2 separate regions of the Sus scrofa genome follow, and region 1 is linked to region 2. The links are chromatin contacts, called in public Hi-C maps. All regions are on one chromosome and are shown on one strand. Each heading gives the region's core, a stretch centred on a gene start, on an enhancer-like site or on the middle of the called end of the contact. The rest is flanking DNA. Distances are from core to core; before and after follow the strand shown. Region 1 holds the start of FGF2 (fibroblast growth factor 2). Region 2 overlaps NUDT6 (nucleoside diphosphate-linked moiety X motif 6).

What was found. Hi-C and Micro-C count contacts between places; a contact is called where the count stands out from the background.
Region 1: a contact with region 2 is called in a Hi-C map of retroperitoneal adipose tissue, with 1.6 times the contacts expected there. The contact joins the promoter of FGF2 here to the enhancer-like site in region 2. A contact is called at or near these places in 6 of 47 Hi-C or Micro-C datasets (embryonic fibroblasts, epiblast stem cells, heart right ventricle and 2 more).

The regions. Positions count from the first base shown.
Region 1 is chr8:101,341,412-101,345,393 of Sscrofa11.1, reverse strand. It overlaps FGF2 (fibroblast growth factor 2), which reads left to right and starts at 1,310. Exons shown (of 5, transcript XM_021100546.1): 1 at 1,310-1,473; 2 at 1,531-2,138. The coding sequence starts at 1,310.
Region 2 is chr8:101,289,588-101,293,651 of Sscrofa11.1, reverse strand. NUDT6 (nucleoside diphosphate-linked moiety X motif 6) reads right to left here. Exons shown (of 8, transcript XR_002346434.1): 7 at 3,305-3,483. All of the region lies in intron 3 of FGF2 (fibroblast growth factor 2), which reads left to right. Among named protein-coding and RNA genes, the nearest start is that of NUDT6, 49 kb to the right of the region's middle. Within about 2 kb of position 2,686, at least 2 of the 83 cell types and tissues checked have an H3K27ac peak or open chromatin away from gene starts, as enhancers often do. A contact at or near this core is called in retroperitoneal adipose tissue, where this site is marked.

The DNA of each region.
Region 1 (3,982 bases), core at 61-2,560, 53 kb before region 2:
TAACCATTTCTTGTGATATCCTGACTTTGAAGGAATTAGAAAACAATCAGTTACTGTACATGGGATGCAATTCTACAAGACCGGTGGTCTATTAGCATACAAATTACTTAACTGCTTGTAGCTGTTCCCCAAATTTCTGGATACTACTGTTTAAAAATATTTTGACTTAGCTTTTATCCCTTTGGTCTTGGAACACAGGTTTCTGTGACAGAGTTCAAGACTTACTCAAATCTAACTTGATTTCAAAGTAAGGGGCAACCTGAAGAGTGCTGCAGTAGCTTCAGGCATTCCCTGGGATACCTACAGAGATCATCTGAAAGGGAGCTCTTTGTTATAACAAATTTTCGGTGCAGAGTAAACCTGTCCATTTTGGAGAGAGATGTCAGAGAAGCCGAATTGGCCCAGATTAAGCCTGGTTTTAAAGCTCCAAAGAATTGATGCACACTCTTATTTAACAGCTTAGAAATGCACCTGGAGTTAAACCTCTCTTGGAGACATGAACAAATGCACTCATGGATAATCTTTCAAAAGCAAACATGTTCTTAAACAGAGGAACTTCTGTATTCTCACCTCTTCCTAGAAGCTTTCCCTAGCCCTGACTACCCTCAAGCTGATTTTGTTTGTGTTGTTCATGCTCCCTATTGTCGCCTTCACTGTGCCAGAAGATCCCATGCAATGAGGCTTTTCTCACTGCATTTACTGAAATGCTTTGCACACAGTAGGCGCTCAGTATATGAATTTTATGGACCAGTATTTTCCTTATCTGTAGTACCTGTTATATTCTACTGAAAGTTAGCGAAGTGCAATTAACTTTAATTTTGTAGTTTGGGATTTTCAGAAAACTACCCTCCTTCCAAGAAATGCCTAACAGTTTAGCTAGAAAAAGACATTAACATGCTTCTAACGTGATAAGGATTTGAGACCCATCTTCATCTTTACACGTTGTCTAATTCAAGTTAAGTTAGTAAAAGGAAAACTCTTTCCTTTTAGCAACCCAATCCTCTCCCCTTCTCTGGCCTCTTTCTTTCCTTCTGTTAGTAAACTACTTCAGCCTCTGCCTTCAATTTTAACAATTTGTGCCTTGCGGGTACCCCTCATCTTTCGGTGATTAGAGAGGTTCAAAACCTACTGTGACACACAATCCTCCCTCGCTTCCGATTCCTCTATTTTTTTCCGGGGTGGAAATAGTTTCTCAGCTTTGAAGAGCTGGCAGGGAAAAAGAATGGGGGAGAAAATTGCATTTAAACTTTGAAAAGTTGAGTCACGACTGGTTGCACAGCAAAAGCTCCTCACTGTGGAGAAAGACTAAATGTCGTTTGGGTGGCGCGGGGTTGGGCTGGGGCGCCTTCTGGGGAACCGGCGGGGTCGAGGGCTCTGGAGCTGCGGAGGCCTTGGCTTTGGCCTCCTGCCGCGCCCCCGCATCTCCCCCGCCCGCGACTGCCTTCCAACTCCCTTTGGATGTCGCGCGCTTGCGTGAGGCAGCCGGAGCGGCCGACCCAGAGGCCGGCCCCAGAAAACCGGAGCGAGTAGGGGGCGGCGCGCTGGAAGGGAGGAGGGCCGGGGGCGTGGGGGTTGGTGGGCGTTTGGGGGTGGAGATGTAGAAGATGTGACGCCGCGCGGCTCGGCCGGTGCCAGACCAGCGGACTCAGAGCCCGCAGTTGCAAGCCGATCCCGGGCGCTGCAGTTTGGGGAGGCGGCCCTGCCGAGAGTGGCGGCCGCCGAGAAACCCAGCCCTAACCCGCAGCTCCAGGGCCGGCGGAGAGCGAAGCGGCCAAACAGCACGAGGCTGGGGGCCCGCGGGCGCGGCCGCGTGCCGCGGGGCGGGAGGCTGGGGGGCCGGGGCCGGGGCCGCGCTCCGGAGCGCGTCGGAGGCCGGGGCCGGGGGTCGGCGGCGGCGGCGGCGGCGGCTCCCCGCGCGGCTCCAGGGGCTCGGGGACCCCGGCAGAGCCCTGGTGGGGCCATGGCAGCCGGGAGCATCACCACGCTGCCCGCCCTGCCGGAGGACGGCGGCAGCGGCGCCTTCCCGCCCGGCCACTTCAAGGATCCTAAGCGGTTGTACTGCAAAAACGGAGGCTTCTTCCTGCGCATCCACCCCGACGGCCGAGTGGATGGGGTCCGGGAGAAGAGCGACCCTCACAGTGAGTACTGGCCCGCTGGTCCTCCCCAGCGCGGTCTCCATCTCGCGCGGTTCTCTCGCCTGCCTTCCAGTCCCCGCTCTCCTTCTTTCCACTCCGACCCCAGTGGGACTTGTGGTTTCTCTCCGCGCTGCCCTCGGCGGTTTCAGGTTCACCGCTCGCCCCCTCCTCCCCCGAGCTGCGGTGGCGGGTAGACGCTCCCCTAGGCTTTGGAGTGTGCCGCTTTCCCCTGGTAAACCAGTCCTCTGGGCCCGGAGCCGCAGGGCGCCCCGGCCTTGCCGGCGGCTTGCTGAGCGCTGACAACCTGTCGTATCCGGGATACCCCGCGGCGGAGCGGAGGTGAGCCGCCCGCCAGGTGCCGCCCGCGCCCCCCAGGCTTGAGTTTCGACCCCTTCTCTCTGGGATGCACGCAGTCCACCCCCCACCCCCCGCCCCCGCAAAGCCGACAGCAGCCGTATTAAAAGGGAAAATACCATAAGAGCCGTGTCTTTAAATTCCAATTCGGTAGGATCCGAGGTGGCTGGCACACTGCTCTCGTCCACCCACTTCTGTTTTTTCCTCCGAATTTTCGAAAGCTGAAAGAAAAAAACGAATGGGCTTTGTGCTATAGATTTTCGTTTCAGTTCTAAAAAGAACTGCAAAAACTTTAATTTTCCATTTGCAGTTATTAGGTTTGGGACCTCGAGAGATACTTAACTTGTGAACCCGTTTCCTCTTCCCGAAAGTGGGGATATTATTTACCTTGCATCGGGTTTGAGGATCAAATAAGAATTTATATAAAGTTATATAAAGTGCTCAGAGGATTCAGTTTACTAGTCTACACTTTGGTTTACTGTAAAAAAAAAAAAAAAAGAAAGTGTTTGTGGTTATAGAAATAAGTCTGGCCTGAGTTATTAGTTCTCAAATTTTAGGAGTGCCTTAGAATCACATGGATAGTTTGTTATCAGGCATGGAGGAACCATCTCCCACAGTTTGATTCCTTCGGTCTGGAGTGGGGTCTGATAATTTGCGATCCCTGGTGATGTTGAGGCGGAGCACACTTTGAGACCCACTGGTCTAGAGAAAAGGGAAGAAAAGGGCATAAAATGAGCTGGTTAAAAAACATTGATGAATTTTAAGTGAAAGAAAGAGGATCAGATGTATTTTAACTGTCATCCTGTAAGTGTAGCTGAAACATCTGTTTTAAAAGCTGTTCTGCCTGGCCTTTCTCTATGGGTTTCAGGTGGAAATTTCATCCTCTTTTTGCATTAGACCCACAGGAGTTTACCTTTTGATGCTAATGGTATGTCCTTCACCCTCGAGGGAGGGGTTAGGAAGAGGAGAAAGTTCTGCAGCCAAACCTGAGTTGACAAATTCTAGAATGGGAAATGTCCTTTTGTAAAAGTTGGGTCCTAATTGATTCCGAAACAGCGAAAGATGCAGGTCTGTAATTTTTTTTCAGGTCTGCCATAATTTAAAAATTTTACCAGCTGCTTACCTTATCCAGTAAAAACTGAAAAGATGCTTGTAGCCCAACATATGGGTTAATGCTCTTACTCTTTTTTTTTGTAGCTAAGTAGGTTTCACAAATTATCTTTGGAGTTTGTTCTGCAGTTGGCTGCCAGACTAGCCCAGCTGATTAGGGCAGGGTGCATGCATATATACCAGTTCATTTTGTCTTTTCTAGGAGTTTAAGAAAGACCATGTTGTTGTGAGTAGAAGACAGAACTCTTCTCCAGATCAGATTCATGTTGGGGCTTCCCCTAGTACTCTTTTTTATTTTTTTTCCAGTTATCTTATTAGTTACATTTTTTTCCACTTTGAAGCTTCAATACCCTATTTCCTTTAGAATAAAAGTGTATAGGGAC
Region 2 (4,064 bases), core at 1,437-3,936:
CGGCAGCGGCCCAAGAAATGGCAAAAAGACCAAAAAAAAAAAAAAAAATCAGTGTTTTATAGTTTCTTCCCTAGCAGGACCTTTGGTAAGATTATGGTCATAGCATTTTATTTAGTCTTAAATATATTCCTTTTCCCTTGGATGTGTATTGATTCTTTCTGACTGCATCAGCTTGAAAGAAATCTGTTGTATAAGAGTTAATTTAGCAATGCTCAAAAATTTATCACAAACACTTAGGGACAAAGCAACAGCTGTTCCACATAAATGGAAAAGTCAGGATTTATCAGTTTCCTTTGAGGAATGGCACCAGCCAAGATCCCGTTGTTCCAGCTCCCATCATAGAATCTATTCCTGCCAAGTTCACGAGTTAATCTCTAGTCTTACCATTAAATTTGTGTCGCTTGCTGCCTTGACTTTTCAGCAGCAGTCCTCTTTCACATTAGTTTGGGTGGGCTGTGTTAATTTTCAGATGAAAAAGTAGTGTTCCTACCCCAAAAACAAGGAGGCAGTGTTGGTGGTTCAGTAAGTGGCATATTTCTGAGTCAGATCCATAGGTATCAGACTGTCAACAACAGCAGCTTTTAGGAAGAAACTCAAAGTCTTGACCCTTGGCTTTTAATATCATCTGCCAACATTTAATGCATTGAAATGAATCACTGATGGTGAAAGACATCGTAGTGGGGATATCAGCAGGGACCTCACTGAGGTGACAATGAGAAGGGACAACTGGCATGTAAAAGAAAAAACAAAACCCATAGTAATTTTTGGTATAAGTCCAATGTTGTGATCATTTGGGGATGTGGGGGTTCCTTATTACCTGGAGAAACTGGGGTGTATGAACCTGCATTTGCCAAAGGCATAATTCTCCCCACTCTATTTCAGACTGCTGTGTTATGGCACTTCCCTGGGTTCTTCTGCATTTTTACCTTGTGTGCAATTCCCACTTTATAGGAAAACATTATAATTTCTCCTCAGAAAGAAGAGTAATCTAGACATATAACCAATTTTGGTTTCTAATAGTCGATTACTAGTTGAGAGTATAAGTTGTGTACCTTTTTTTTTTCCCTCCAACAGCTTCACATATTAATGGCAGAAATGCATTCAGGCTAAGCATTTCTCACTGTTTGAAACATTTAAGGGTCTTTTCCCCTCTTTGAAGCTAGAAAATATGAAAGTTCAAAGAGTAACTATATTTATCTGCCAAAGCCTAAATTTAGAGGCTAAAGTTGAGTAGTTTTTTAATATGCAACAGACTCCTTATTTCATTCCACAGGCAAGATAAATTTTGTTGCTATGAGCAACAGAACCCCAGAACAAAATATTAGGATTTATAATTTCTTCAGTGTTCAAAAATTGCATATAGTGAGGTTAACTGTAGTTTTAAGTTTAAATCACTATATAACCTTTTTTCTTTCTTTCTTTTTTTTGGTAAAGCTTTTTAGGGCCTCACCCATAGCATATGGAGGTTCCCAGGCTAGGGGTCTAATCGGAGCTACAGCTGCCAGCCTCCATCACAGCTACAGTAATGCAGGATCTGAGCTGCGTCTGTGACCTACACCACAGTTCATGGCAAAGCTGGATCCTTAATCCGCTGAGTGAGGCCAGAGATCGAGCCTGCAACCTCATGGTTCCTAGTCGGATTCATTTCCACTGTGCCACGAAGGGAACTCCACTACATAACCTTAATAGTAGCACTGGTATGAAAAAATCTGCCTGGTCTCTATCTGCTAGAAAGTTACATGTTGTTTTCTATGTTATGTGATAGATTATGATAACTTGAACAAAATATCTTAGCATTAGAATTGTGTGTGATTTGTGTTCACCCATAAGAGTGAAATACAAAAAATTATTCATATTCTGAGGATATACAGTTAATGTAAAATACTTTTTAAATTTACCAAATAGGTTTCTTAGTTGAGGGGGCTTTAAAATTGAAACACACATTAAGTAGGGAAAAATTGATTTTTGAGGGTTCACTTATTCAGACTGGCAATATATGCCGATCAAATTTGTCAGAAAAAGGTAGCAATCACAGAGGAATGTTTTTCATTTTTAAGAGACATAATTCTAGATTAAATGCTAAAGTTACTGCTTAATAGGAATTACTGCTTTCATAAATCAATCTTAAATTTTATGTAACTTATATATATTACAATATTAAGATTAAATTAATTTTTCAAAATCTGTATGTCTTACTTTGTTTTGAATAGTCAACACTGATACTTACGTCATGTCTGTTTTTAATTCTCAGAAGTGGTGTAAGCAAAAGCATTTTTGGATTCATGTTGAGCAAACTCCCTCATAAGCCAAAACTGCAAAATCAAAGTACTGTAAAAGAAACAAACAATCCAAAAAGCAGAGCATGGGGGAATGGCCATAAGGGTCAATCTAACATTTAGCAGTGCATGAGAATTTTGAGACCAGTGCAAAAGGAGGGGAGTTGGGAGGGCAGGGAGAATTTATTCAAGTTTTTTTTTTTTCCTATAATATGCTAGGGCTTAAAAAAGATTATTTTATAGGCTTTCAAACCTTAAAAACTGTTAAGATTGTGAGGAATCTTAAAGATCTAATCCAATCTTATTTTACAGGTGAGAAAAATAAGGCTCAGAGGTTAAGAGACTTGCTCAAAGATAACAGGTTAGTTAAGGATCAAGACAAGAGTGGAACCCAGTTTCCTGGCTCATCAAAGATCCTCACAGATGTTGTTAGGACAGTCAGATTCTTGGAGTGGTCCAACTGGCTTAGCTTCCTCAGGGACTAAAGAGTCCATAAAGTTATTCTGTATTTCAAAAGTTAGTCAGGGTTTTCCTGGGTCTTAGTTCTCCAGTTCTTATTTAGATTTTGCAATGCCAATGAATGGTATTTTTACTGTAGCCTATCTAAAACAGTTTCATTTATTCATATAATTTAGTGTATTTTACTCATCACATGCTATGTGCCAGGCATTGATGCAACAACAGAAGAAAATCTCCACCCACATGACATTTATAGTCTAGTGAAATAAAGTGGACATGTATATATAAATAAATGATCTGTATTTGGATGTCATAGAGCACAAAAATAAATGTTTTTGTGATCAAATCTGTAGCCAGAGGTCTTTTTTTTTTTTAAATTTTGATTTCAGAATAGTTTTAGGTTTACAGGAAGGTTGTGAAGATGGTACAGAGTTTCTATATACTCCACACCCAGCTTCTCCCATTAGCATGTTACATTAGTATGGTACAGTTGTCATGACCAACAAGCCAATACTGAAGCATCAATGTTAGCTAAAGCCCAACTTTATTCCTATTTCCTTAGTTTTTACCTCATGTCCTTTTCTGTTCCAGGATCTCATTCAGGATACCACATTTAGTCATCATGTCTCTGTAGTCTCCTTCAGACTGTGACATTTCCTTAGATTTTCCTTTCTTGGATTACTTTGACAGAATACTGGTCAGGTATTTCTCAGAATGTCCTTCAATCTGGGTTTGCCTGATGTTTTTCCTGGCGATTAGACACAAGTAATGAGTATTTGGGAAGTAGATAACCTTGGGAGAATAATGTACTGCTTTCATCACATCATTAAGGGAACACGCTTTTCACCCTTATTAACCCTCATCACCTGGCTGAGGTAGTGTTGTCTCCACTGTCAAGTTACTCCTATCTCCCCTTCCCATACTCTGTTCTTTGTTCCATCTCCTTGAGGAGGAAGTATGCACATAAATATGCAGAATTCTTTTGTATGAAAACGTGTCTATCCTCCATTTATTTATTTAATCATGTATATCAGTATATACACATGGATATTTTTTATACTTGGGGTTGTAATCCAAAACTGCAGTGTTTGTTATTCAGATTGTTTCAGCTTTGGCCACTGGGAGCTTTTTCAGTTGTCTCCTATACTCTTTGACATAAACCAGTCAGTACGGGGTGTTTTGAGTACTTCCTTACTTTATGGCCTCTAAGAATGCGCCAGGTTTACCCTATATTCCTTATGCCAGCCTAGAATGAGCCATTTCTCTAAGGAGCCTTGGTTCCTTCTGTTGGAAAATGGTGTTAGAAAACAAGATCTGCGTGTACATACT